Linked DNA regions of Cyprinus carpio: region 2 is linked to region 1. A link is a contact called in public Hi-C data. All regions are on one chromosome and are shown on one strand. The core of a region is the stretch at or near the end of the contact, and the rest is flanking DNA. Distances in the headings are between cores, read along the strand shown.

The links. Hi-C and Micro-C count contacts between places; a contact is called where the count stands out from the background.
Region 2: a contact with region 1 is called in a Hi-C map of liver, with 4 times the contacts expected there. The contact joins the promoter of LOC109063508 here to the promoter of LOC109069801 in region 1. A contact is called at or near these places in 2 of 8 Hi-C or Micro-C datasets (liver and skeletal muscle).

What each region holds. Positions count from the first base shown.
Region 1 is chrB25:8,620,569-8,627,599 of ASM1834038v1, forward strand. It overlaps LOC109069801 (A-kinase anchor protein 13-like), which reads left to right and starts at 2,565. Exons shown (of 41, transcript XM_042752714.1): 1 at 2,565-2,987.
Region 2 is chrB25:8,761,653-8,768,683 of ASM1834038v1, forward strand. LOC109063508 (kelch-like protein 25) reads right to left here and starts at 4,496. Exons shown (of 3, transcript XM_042752617.1): 1 at 4,377-4,496.

The DNA of each region.
Region 1 (7,031 bases), core at 1,315-3,814:
AAAGTATATAAATTCTGAAAAATATATTGTTTTTCTACCATCTTGGCAATACCTGAAATTCACAAACATGTCATATTGTGAGTCTGTGCTGGACAGTGAGTTGCCGAGATCAGTGTGTTCTGGAGCAGCCCAGCATGATAGGAACCGGAGCCAGTGTTCCTCGTGCGCTCTTATTTATTTAACCCAAGACAAACCCTAGAGAGAGAGCGAGAGAGAGAGAGAGACAGACAGACAGAGAGAGAGAGAGAGAGAGAGAGAGAGAGAGAGAGAGATAAAGACAGTAAGAGAAATAATGAAGGAGTCTCAATTCATTCAGAACCCAAAGAAAGCACCACAGCCCTTGATAGACAACAGACACGTGGTAGCAGTGAAACCAGAGGAGACTCTTGGGCCTTTTCTCCATCTTTCATCTTGGCTGCAGCACTGAGAGAAAATAAGTGCAAAGTAATAGAGGGGAATCAGTGGATCTATACAGTTAAAAGAATGCCTATACACTGGAATTGCAGTAGATGGTTTTGGTATACAGAATGTTTATTTTGACAGACAGACAGACAGACTGTCCGACCGATATAGAAAAAACATAGAAATACTGACAGATAGACAGAAAGAAATACATATTAACAAAGACAGAGGGACGGACAGATGGACGAACAGATATATAGATAGATAGATAGATAGATAGATAGATAGATACAGACAGACAGACAGACAGTTAGATAGATAGATAGATAGATAGATATAATACAGACAGACAGTAGGATAGATAGAGATAGGATAGATAGATAGATAGATAGATAGATAGATAGATAGGACAGACAGATAGATAGACAGATAGAAATAGATACAGATAGATAGATAGATAGATAGATAGGATAGAGTTAGACAGATAGATAATAGATACAGACTAGATAGATAGATAGATAGATAGATAGATAGATAGATAAAAATAGATAGATAAGATAGATAGATAGATAGATAGATAGATAGATAGATAGATAGATAGATAGATAGATAGATAGATAGATAGATAGATAGATAGATAGACAGACAGAAATACAGACTGACAGAAAGACAGATAGATAGATAGAGAGATAGATAGATAGATAGATAGATAGATAGATAGACAGACAGACAGACAGACAGACAGAGAAAATACAGAACAGACAGACAGACAGACAGACAGACAGACAGACAGACAGACTGACAGAAATACAGAGACAGACAGACAAATACATAGAAAGACAGACAGACAGACAGACAGACAGACAGACAGACAGACATAGACAGAAATACAGACTGACAGAAATACAGAGACAGACAGACAATAGGTATAAAAAAAAGTGAAGATATATAGACAGAAATAGATATAGATAGATAGACAGAAAGAAATTAGGTAGGCAGAAGGAAATACAACAGACAGACAGATAGACAGACAGACAGACAGACAGATAGACAGACAGTGATAGTTATAGAAAAGCAAAGACAGAAAAACAGACAGACATAGAAAGATAGAAAACATATATAGACAGACAGACAGACATAGTTACAGAAATACAGACTGACAGAAAGACAGTGATAGGTATAAAAAAAAGTGAAGACAGAAATACAGACAGACATAGAAATACATAGATATAGGTATAAGTGAAGGTGGAGATAGAAATTACCAGATAGATAGATAGACAGACAGACAGACAGACAGACAGACAGACAGAGAAATACATAGAAAGACAGACAGACATAGACAGAAATACAGACTGACAGAAAGACAGTGATAGGTATAAAAAAAAGTGAAGACAGAAATACAGACGAGAAAATACAGAATAGACTTGTTTTTCACATAGAACAGACAGACAGACGGTAGACAGACAGACAGACATAGATAGACAGATAGACAGACAGACAGTACAGAAATAGTTTAGATAGACAGATAGAAAGCAGAAGATAAAAGACAGTGAAGTTATAGAAAAAGACAGACAGAAGAAGAAAAGCAAAGACAGAAAAACAGACAGACATAGAAATACATAGAAAGACAGACAGACAGACAGACAGACAGACAGTGATAGTTATAGAAAAGCAAAGACTGAAAAACAGACAGACAAAGAAATACATAGAAATGAATGGAAGACAGACAGTGATAGGTATAGAAAAGCAAACACAGAAATACAGACAGAGATAGAAATGCATATTTACACGGACAGACAGACGAACAGAAATACGAATTGATCCCAGTTGTAATATTTAGACTGTCCACACGAGGTCAGTCATATTCATTTTATAACTTCATTGGGCATTGGATATGTTTCAATATGAAACCTAAGACAAAAATCTAAATTGGCAGCGTGGCTTCTTATACAGTCATCGCTTAAAAGTATCCATTAATCAAACAAATAAAAGCATTTAAATGACATAGACCTACACTACAGCCTAAACAACAACTATAGTCATATAATCTAAATAAAACCCTAATATAAGTATTCATGCACGTTAACACCTCGTTCAAGAGCAAGAAATGAGTAAACATTCACGAGTCCTATTCAAGCTCGAATGAATAAACAGTCAAGCATGCGACATTCAGGGCCAGAGAGACACCTCACTGCTCCCACTAACTGCTGCTGGTCCCGCCCTGTGAGACACGCGGACTAGAAGAATAGAAGTTGCTACAGTGTTACAAGTGATCTGTGTCTCTCCATTCTGAGACCGTTTTACATTCGTCAAAACCCGCAGCGCAGAATAAAAGTTCCAGCATCGTAACAAGCGTTTGTTTTGGTACATTTTAGAACGCTTTTACTCCAGTCAGACGCCGTAGCGCAACATTATAACAAAGTAGTTTGTCTCGCGACGTTCATTGGAATAGAAGGACAGCTCAACGTGTTTGCGGTAACCAGCCAAACAGTCCCAAGCAGACAACGTTGGATGGTGTTTTGTGAGCGTTTAAAGGGAATGAGAGTGAACGAGGGAAGCAAGCTTTGAGCACTGCAGCGTTCGAGGTAAGATAAGACAACCTCGAATTTCCTACAAGAATTGCCGTGAAGTCATTGTGAGGATTTCGGCAGATTATGTTTTAGATGTTTTATTTGTGTCGTAATAACTTCTTAACTGCAGCAGGATATTAACCCCTGCTGGTAGACCCACACATAACTGTGTGGAACATGGTTTCTAGTGGATCCGAGCTGGCCTTTAACTGGATCCCGCATGTCACATTTATTTATAACACTTTTATTTAGAATTTAGGGGAAAAGGGTGTAGATGCTTAACAAGTATTATTGTATATAATAATAAAAATTTAAAAAATGTTGTTGTAAATGAAATTATAAATAATTCTGTGTTTATATTTCTAGAAGTCAGTATATTCTTCTTATGGCAGTAAATAGCTAAAACATTACATTTCGTCACAATAGCCACACTGTATACAATATTTTTTTATTATTATTCAAATCATTGTACTGAATGTAAATTCAGTTATTGTCTAGTCTACCAACTACCATGTCCCAAAAACTAGCTTGACCATCTTAAGATGGTATGACCAGCTGGTGGTTTCAGAACAACTAGAAAACTATCATGTTCCAAAACACATGGATCCGCTTTCAGACAGGGACATTTATAATTTAATTGCATAATTTAATTATATTTATGTTTATATTACAATTATTTTATTTCATGTTTAATTGTTCAGTTGTTTATGTGAACTATTTTTTGTATTTTTGTTTTGTTTACTTTTTCCTTTAATCGGTTACCTTATTTTCTCTCATTTCTGATCTTGAAAGAAAGATGGTTTATAATTAGACTAAAAAACTAGTTAAAACTGTTTGGATTATACACTATTTGGTGACAGGTGTGTTTTAGACAAACATGCCTTTGATGTTGATCAGAACTCACCTCAGCAGAGTGTTTATATCAATAGCCCGGTTTGAACCCCTGCTGTTATTCTAATCATTCTGTGGCCTGATATAGAAGGTGTTCACATTTAACCTGAACCTTTCCTCTTCAAAGCTGTAAAATTTAAAGAATTTATCTCATCAGGTTACGTGACTCATCAGATTAGCCTGTGAAAATGACAGAATCAAAGACAAAGGCCGAGTTGACTGTTAGTAAACATAAGATTGTGCCTTGCACTTTGTTATTAGAAATATGTTTTTTTTTGTGTGTGTGTTCCCAGACTACACAGTCCTAGATTGTTGTTCTTTTGTCTAGAAGCTTTGGAATTCCCAGGATGTGTTTTGTATTTGGTTGTCTGTCGTTCCTGGCATCTATTATTCATTTAAGCTCTGGTTCTCAATTGGTTTTACTTGTAGGACTTGTATTGAACATCAAGAACTAACATAGATTATTGCAAAAAGGTTAACAAAAAATCCTTAACATTTAAGTTTTATTTTATATTAACATGAAATACAAGCTTATTTATTTGCTCTCCTAGCTATGCATGATAGTTTTGTTTTATTATTTTCATTTAGCCTTTTCCGTGACTCACCAGTTGAGAACTGATTTAAAAGTTTCTGTATGTTGCGCTTTTGCTCCTTTTGGAATTGCTTATGGAAATCTTGCTTTTGCTGGCCAGATCTAAAATCTAATAACCTTGCAGATTTTTTAATTTCCTCAGTACTCTCAGGGTATTTGCCACCTTAATGAGCCACACATGAAAACTGGAATACAGAAATAATAATGGAAGTCCGAGTTTTTATTGTTAATCCAAATTCCGGGCCTGTTCCTTTCTCGAAATGCAGTTGTCAAACAGTGAAAGTGTCCGCTAGCGATTATGGAGATGAAACCACTGCCAGAAGAAATCCAAGAGGGTTCATCTGTATCTCATTACAGAGAATGCAGTTTTAGCTTCTTTCTGGTAGATGTTTTCTGTCGAGATCAGTACTGAGTTGACTGATTGGAATTCTTGGGGGATTGATCATTTAGGAAAGATTGCACCGCAGCATCACTTATAATCTAATCTATATTGGTGGTCATCATTGACCAAAAAAGGCATGATTAGCTTAGTTTTGCAGCATGGTTCCAACTTGGCTCTTTTTTCTTTTTTTTTTAAGTCTGCTATGTGCATGGCAGGATATAAGCTTTGTTTTGAAGTTAATTTTTACTCATTTTCAGATTCTGCATGTAAGAACTGAATATTTTAAGAGCTTCTAGCAGCTCTTACTGTACTTTGCCCTCCAGTCAGCAGTGGCCTATGGAATGACATACATTATCCGCACTTGTATGTTGTTGCAGCTGCTTATGCTATTTACTCTATGCTCAAAAGTTTAGTGTAATTTTGTGTGTGTGTGTTTGAAGGAAGTCTCTTATGCTCACCAAGGCATTGTTTATTTGAATAAACAGTAAAAACAGTAACATTGTAAAATCGTATTACAATTTTCTTTTTGAATATGTAATTTAAAAAAGTTATTCCTGTGATGGCAAAGCTAAATTTTCAGCATCATTATTCCGGTCTTCAGTGTCACATGATCCTTCCGAAATCATACTAATATGCTGATTTGGTGTGCAAGAAGAACCACTTCTTCTTATTATTTATGGTGAAAATGGTTGTGCTGTTTTTTCAGGATTCTTTGATGAATAGAAAGTTCAAACGAGCAACGTTTATTTATTCATTCACTTTGGATCAATTTAATGCATCCTTGCTGAATAAAAGTATTAATTACTTAAAATCCTGTTGACCCCAAACTTTTGAACGGTCGTGTGAAGGAATATTACATGTTCAATATAAGTTAAGTTCTATCTACAGCATCTAGCCTATGCCATTTTGATGTTAATCACCACAGAAAATAGTTTCAACCCTTCCCCTCAGGTGTTTTTTTATTTTTTTTTAATTGTGGTTTTTAAAGGTCATGTACAATAGCAGTGGATAGGGTCAGGCAGTAAAACATTAAAACACTATATTATTAACAGTATAGCCACAAAAGTTAGACCTAATAGAATCACAACAAAGAATCACACTAAAGTATTTAAATGAATAGCCAATCTTTCAGAGTGTTACTTTTTTTTTGTATTGAAACTAGAATACTCCTTATAAGACCAAGGCAAAAAACTTCATCTAGGCAAATAAAGGGAATAATCTGTGCTCTACGAGAAACAGGTCAAGAGAGTCCCATTCACCACCTTTTAGTAATCAAAGAGCTCCATGGTTACACAGATCTCAGGAAGTCCAATTCTCCCAATGGAGGCTGTAGGTTTCAATGTTTTCCAGACATGCGAAGGATTGTGCTGATGTGGAATCAATAGAAATCGAATATAAACCCAGTCTTTTCCAGTGTAGTCCGCCTGCTAATCTTTCAGATAATTCTCAGTTTTTGAGCACTTGCAGACTCTAGAAGTGCTTTTCCAGTTCTGTTGGTTGTTTTCGTCAGCGACGGATATCACATGAGTCTCCCGGGACTCCTGTTTTTTAATAAAAGCGGCCAGGCAGACAGAAACTTTGGCCATGTTCTCTGATTCAGCAAATACTTGAGAAAAAGTCCAGCCTTTTAGACTCAACTGGTTTCAAACAACAAGACTGTTTGCATGAACATCCGTCGATTGCCCATAAAAGCCAGATATTTTGTTTGCTAGAGGAAGAGCTGCTTGTCACTGCTGAATTGAATGTACAGCATGCTGTTTCAGTTTTGAACAATGAAGAACATCGTCAGTTTGATTGACTGGTTTTAGCAGTCTGCAGAAATATGTTATTGTAGTTTTTTTTATGGAAAGAAACTCATTTTAGAAAATGTTTTGTCCAGATTCTTTTGCAGTGTTTTGCCTCCTGTTGGCCCCCAAATTTTGCTGTGCAATGCTTTTTATGTGTATTAAACAAAATATTTTGACTCCATAAATGTAACACGATTAAAATGTAGCTTTAGAAAGACACTTGTGACGTGACATTTCCTGCAAAGTCCTTGCCACAGTTCTCCGTGCCTGAAAAAAATCTAAACAAGAGACTTCTTGTTGTTCTAAAGTAAAGGCATTATGTAATTTCTCCGCAAAGAAAAACTAGTTGGTCTGTCCGCTGTAACCAAAGATTGAAAGTGCCTCATTGGTGTAAATCTGAGGATGCC
Region 2 (7,031 bases), core at 3,246-5,745, 140 kb after region 1:
CTTGAGCAAGGCACCGAACCCCCAACTGCTCCCCGGGCGCCGGAGCATAAATGGCTGCCCACTGCTCCGGGTGTGTGTTCACGGTGTGTGTGTTCACTGCTGTGTGTGTGCACTTTGGATGGGTTAAAGAGCACGAATTCTGAGTATGGGTCTCCATACTTGGCTGTATGTCACGTCACGTCACGTCGTGCCACTTTTTTTTTTTTTCAGCTGCAGACAACATAACTATTGGTCTTAGACTTTTTGATGATTAGCATTTACTTAAATGTGGTAAGTAAATGCTAATCTTTGTGTGGAAATGGCTGAGAATTTATTATTTTTTTTGTGTGTGTGTGTGTGTGTGTGTGTGTTTAGTGAGTGTTAATATGTATTGCCTGAATGACATTTTCACATTCTTCATAAGAAAACTTTTCTTGACATTTGCTAGATATACACAGCTCCTTCAGTAATCTTACTTCAACAGTTGAGTTCCCTGTACTTTGTTCAGAGGATCTTATAACTGTAATCCTTCTTTACACTGTTAAGCCAACGCAAAGAGCACAATTAATCAAGTCTAATTCTCACATTTTATGCTGACAGATTGTGATAAAGTTTGGCAAAACCTTGAGATAACTATGCAAGAAATCCAATCAGATCATTAAAATGAATACCTAAAGAAAACAAACATAAGAGTATCCTATCTACACTAATCAATAGTAGTTTTCTAGATTAAATGTGAGACATGTCTGATGAATAAAAATGCAAGAATTAAAAAGAGAGCATCTACAATAAACTGAGAAACCTAATTATTCATATTCTGTTATGATTCTATTGATCTTGTGTAGAGCACATTTTTTTTCCAAGTAATACAATTATGTCTTCATAATTAACTTCCAATTAAACTTTTCCTTTCTCTCTTACATCAGTAAATTTACTTGAGGACAGTAAGCATTGTTACAATTCACTGATATGTTCATTCATGCATAACTGGGGTGACAACAACTAGTCCAAGCAGTAATACACTGCATGCAATGCGGCAAAAATAGAATGCTCCTATTATAATCAACAAAGTGCAGATTGTATGAATTAGACAGGTTTGTTGATTAACATTAAGTTATACTGCAATCAACAGCATGAAAAACAAAATGTTTTTTTCAAATTTTAAGAATGAAAATGAGAAGATGCCAATTTCTGCACTTGTTTTATGGTGCAAAAAACGCAATTGGAAAAGCAAAGAAAATGGTATGCAGTTACCCTACAAAAATCATTTCAATGTAAATTATATTAATCAAAATGAATAAAGATCACAAGACTGAAGGGAAATAATTGATTTACTGCATCACTTTTTTGTTTCATGCAGCTCTACAACAAAAACAAAAAACCTGATATTTCAACATTTAATTTGTTGGGTTTAAAGGCTGTGGCAGGTAATTAAAGGTTTAAATGTACAATGCACAGGTTGTATGGCTTGATATTAATGAAATTTCAGGATTTCCCTGATTGGCTTGCAGCTCATGATTTGGTGAAATCCAGACAGTTTTGCTCGTTCTATCTGGTGTTTGAGAACTAAAGTTTCAAGAGCAAAGGTTCAATGTTACAAGTGACTCATTGTGTGAGTAAATGTGCTTGCATGTAAACTGGATCCTTTAACTGAAACAATTTGAGGTTGTGACGAGAGAGGGGTGCAAGCATGCACAAATATCGGCGGGGTCTTTATGGATCACACTCTCGGGATGACATGAATCACAATGCAATAGTTTGACCACAAAGGATGCAAGGTCACAGCTATCCGTGCAGAAAGCTATGCAGGGGGATAAGGGCAGCTGGGAGGCTGGTATTGGAGGGGTTGGATGCAGGGCTGTTGATGGGTGAACAAGAGAAAAGGGAGCAAGCAGGTGTCTAAAACCACTTACAGCGGCAAAAACTGCTGACCCACGCACAGGCACTGACAGTGAGGAACTGAGGAGGGGGCTGCATTGGTCCCAAAAAGCGTCCCAACAGGCCAGGCCGAAAGAGTCCTTTATGGGGCCAGGGGAACAGAAAATGCAAGAGAGATATTTTTGTCCACATACAGTACAAGAAGAAAACTTCTCCAGTCATTTCTTGCAAGATACAGCTTTGTGACAATTTCTCAAATGTACAATTCCAACAGTGGACTTTTACAGGTTTGTGGCTGAATGAAAAGGAGAGAGCTGAAAGCTCACAGCTTGATGAAACTGCCTTGGAGTTCCTACATGGTTCATCCCATCATCCATGGTAACCATCACTCAACAACAGCATGAGCCATGCCAAAGTTGCTGAATCATTCAATGCGAACAAACTAACTACCTATCCATGCGGATATTCTCACCAGCATGAATGACACCTTTTAATTGCAACGCCACTGAGAGGCTGAGGAACAAAGGTCTTTATTTCTTTGAATGTTCTTCCTGTGTAAACATCTAGACTCCACTGACTAAATAGCCTTTCCAGGTTCTTTTCACTAAGGATGTTGGTATTCCAGAGCTGTATTTCAGTTAGGCAACAGCAATGGAAGGTGGGAGGTGCTTTTTGTGTGTTTGCGGAAAGTCAAAAGCTGGCAACCTCGCTGATTTGAAAAAGCTCAATGAATCACCGGCCTGCATGAAGTCCATCATCTGGACTAAGTACTTCTATCAGCACTCAGGCTAAAACATATTTTACACAAGTACGTGAATGCAGACATTTCTCGCTGCGCAAGCTCTATTTCATGCACCACTGCTTTCCGAAATGTCGTAATACACAGTCCATTCTCAGTGAGCTGGCATGTGGAGCGCTATAGCAAATGTATTTTGGCTTGAAAAAAAAAAAAAAAAAAAAAAAAAAACGCAAAAATTGTACCTTTAGGGGTACAACAACTTGTCAATGAGGCAGTACCCCAAATGGACAACTTTGAATTGACCCTTTTTTTTTCAGGGAATGCTATATTCATTTAAAATATCCTTGCTGAACACTTCACTAAATAGTTACTACAGACAGTACTCGCTGCCATTGTTACAGAAAGTTATAGTAGTGTGGCCAAACTGGCCATATTTTGGCTGAAATGAAGAAGAAAAAAACTTTAGTGAAAGCATGCTAAACCTTCCTATGTTTCGTTCCTTATTTATTATTACAACATAAAGCAGCTTTTTTCAACCCTGCAAGGATGCCCAAAACTGCACATCTGGACATCTCCCTTATTTGACACCCATTTCAGGACATGGAGCCCCCTATAAATGAGCTGACAAGTTAAACCAGGTGTTAAACATCCAAAATGTTACAGGAACAAAATGGAGAACAATTGGTAGTATAACGTACCAGGTGAGTAATTAAGGCAAATATAATTGTAATGGTAGGGTCATGAAACCTTTGCAAAAGTATGCAACAGCCAATATGCGGTTAGACAGGCGTTTGTTTACTTGAACTGTGACCAATGCAGAAATAACTGGAATGAACTTCAAATTGTACATGAACCCTGAGGCCATTGATACATTCAGACGCAATGTCCTGACTTTTATATCGAATAAACACAGTTTTAATTGTACAAATCATCACTAGGAGCAGGTGTTCTGTGGCTCGGGCTGGGCTGGGCAAAAAAGCAACAAATACAATATTCTGTCCATCGTTCCTTTAGTTAATCCCTCGTCTCAATACACTATGAAAAGTGGTTGTATGTTAACAAGTGTAGCCAATATGGAATAAAAAAAACAACTGATAAGCAATAAGATTGGCAAGTTCGTAGTAAACGGCGACTATTTTCTGCGCCACGGGACTTCAGAAATGCGCACCAACTACAGCTAGTTAGCCAGCTCGCTAGTGAGCTAAACAATGTAAAGAGACACCTGATTAAATGGATAACTTACACTGAGGTAAAATGTAATTGTAAAATTAAAAGTAACCACAGTAACATCTCAAAAATGACAGATTTATCTGCGCTTATGTTTACGGCGACCGCTCAGTAACGACACTGTGAATGAGAAGAGCTAATGCTGTTAGCGGAGAGTTGTAACTCAGTGTATTGACATGCAGAAGAAAGCCTGACAAACTCCTGGCGATTAGAGACACGTAAAGACGCTGCTCTCCCTGTAAGCGATCATTATCTTCCGATTTACACCCATTTCTCCTTCTGGAAGAAGCAAGAGGTAGTCACCAATCCCTATCCAGCTCACATCTAATCCTGACTGAGTGTATTGGCTTTTCCAGCCCTGCCAAAAACAGGAAGAACAGTGCAGATGTTGGTTAGAGTGTTAATCAGCTGAAGCTTTTTTTTTTTTTTTTTTTGCTCATATACAAGACTATTTTTAGAAAGACATGGCATACTTACAGTATTCTGGGCGCTAGTGAGAAATCCTGATGTTGTGCAGTTTAGAAATTAGGGAAAAAATCATAGTTTTGTTCACCTCTTGTCTGGTTACTTGGCTGTGTTACTTTGTTCACATTCCAGTCCTCACTAATGAAAAACTGTGGAGTCTCCTGAGGTAATATCCAAAAGCAGGGGAATCGGTTGATTGGCGTGCCGTCGACCAATCACGCACTGAGAATTTATGCAAATATAAATTGTAGCCATTAGGAACCTTCCAACCTGAAAGCCTGCGCTGTTTTCAGTACAAAGCAACCAATGGCGCAATAGTGGGAGGAGTGTCGCGGAAGGCGACGACAGCGCGTCACAACAATTAGCAGGGAAGTATTATGACTTTTTGTGCACATATACGCTTTTTAAGATTGCTACAAAGATCGATCTTCACCCACATTAGCAGTATTTTGGCAAATATGTAATTGCTTTTGAATAATAGCCATTATTTTTTAATAGAATTAAAAAAGACCGTATTTTATTCTTATAATTGAATTAGCGCACCGTTGTTTGTTCATAAGGCAATGGGTTAGTGCAATCTATAGTTCTATCCTTTTCCAGCTATTTTTATTTTATGTGTGTGAATGTAACAATTGAGAATGTTTTAAATGCAATGCTTTTAGCTCCATCTAGTGGAATCGTTCTATTCATGGCTATTATAAAGCACAATATAAACCTTGAACTGTTTACCTATCTGATCATAGATGTAGACCCATGTTCTAATGCAAACTCAATGTTTGATGGACCCTGCTGAAGTGAACGCATATAATATCTATACTGAGTGCATTAAGTACTGTTAATGTTTACGCTGAAGTGTTCTTCAGGCCACAGCCTACTTGAAGATCTTGTTTTATGTGTTAACTAGAGCAAGAGTTTTGAAGGTTTTTTGGAATAAAATGATCATTGTGAGGGGATCGTTTGTGCTTCAAAAATTGTAAAGTCATATTTTAATTCATGAAAACCACAATCATGCCAAGTGTGATACTTTAACATGTTATTTCCAATATTAAATAACTGACTTTTGTATTGTAACTGTTAGAAAGCCTGAATGGTTTTAAATAACTCTGAAATGTATTAAAATGTTTAAAGATATTTAAATTAACATGTAAACATGTTTAAAGATATTTAAATTAACATGGTCTATCTATCTATCTATCTATCTATCTATCTATCTATCTATCTATCTATCTATCTATCTATCATCATAAATTCTTAAATTGTGCATCTTGTGGACTGAGGGTCTGTGAATTTGAAAACCGCTGAGCAAGATAGATTCCACAAGAAAATGCCTTATTTATTTATTTAACTTTAATGTCTCGCTTGTAATATACTTCAGATTGTTTCTTTTTTTTTTGTGCAATATTAGGTTAATTCATTAACATCAATATTTTAGGTTAAACTGTTATATTTTATATTTATATTATTAATTTAGTTTTCTTTAGAAATATTGGTTTATTATCACTCATCATGAGTCTTTAGTTGCTATCTGATTTTTATTCCACAGTTTGTGTTAATGGTCTCTCTGCAAATGATAACTCTCTGGCATTTCATCTCTGGGTTCATCACTTGAGCCTGTGAATTTTCTAGTCTGTCCCTGTGTTGCTGAACCATGTGTAATACGATCAAGTTCACTTCGATTTGAGTCTGAATGCATTTTCTGGGCCAGTGCATTGAGACCACTGCCTTGTCCTTGGCTTAGCTAAAGAGATGGTTGAATTTCATTGGTGGCCATAATTAACTATGTTCCATCTGCAAAATTACCAAGGGAGTATCCTCTATTAGTTGTCTAAATCTAATCCGGGACCAAAGGCTCTTTAAGTGTAGAGAAATGTGCTGATCTTTACTGCGTTAATTCATGCAAGACAGGCAGAGTTTTGACCGCATATGCTGCGGTCATTAGGAGTCAGATCATGAAATTGTAGTACTATAATAAAGCCACAGACTTACTGCAGTGCTTACAGCAGCTTTTGCTGGGGTAAAAAAAGGTTTAGGACTTAAAAGGCACGCAATGTGAGACATATCTAATTTTAAATGTTGAATAAGTGCCATATAAACCAGACAGGGTAAGCCAGGTGCCAAAAGAGAGGATTATATAGATTAAATAATATTTGTACATGTCAAGTCAGATTTATTTGTGTAGCGCTTTTCACATTTCAGAGCTGTTTTACAAAAAAATTTTAATGTTTATAATATGTTAACGTTTATCTGCATGTGTGCAGTTTTACTTTTATATTACATTTTTGTCAATCTATATAGTTATATCTGTCTGTTTATCTGGCTGCTAAATATAAAAACCTTCAAAAGCATTCAGAACTGATAAATCTCAATTTTTGTTAAAAGATGGATCATCTTCATAGGGATTACATTTCATGCGGCTTCCACTTGATGAATGACCCTGATGAAAAGATGGTAATGTCCCTCATCATTTTAATCTTTATGCACCACAGATATGCAGCTGGCCACTAAGAGGGCCACAGGAGAACCCATGGGTTATCCTGACATGACAAATGCCCCCTAAAATAGCAAGGCCATAATCCTAATGATATTTGAAGATCACTGTAAACTTTCCAACAGTGCTTGGTTTTATGTAAATTGCACTACCCATGGTGCACTTGTTGCCAAACAATAAAATTTGACCCACATGACGTACCACTGACGCTCTGAATTTCGAATGATATGTTCTCGCCGTGGAACAGTTTGTAGA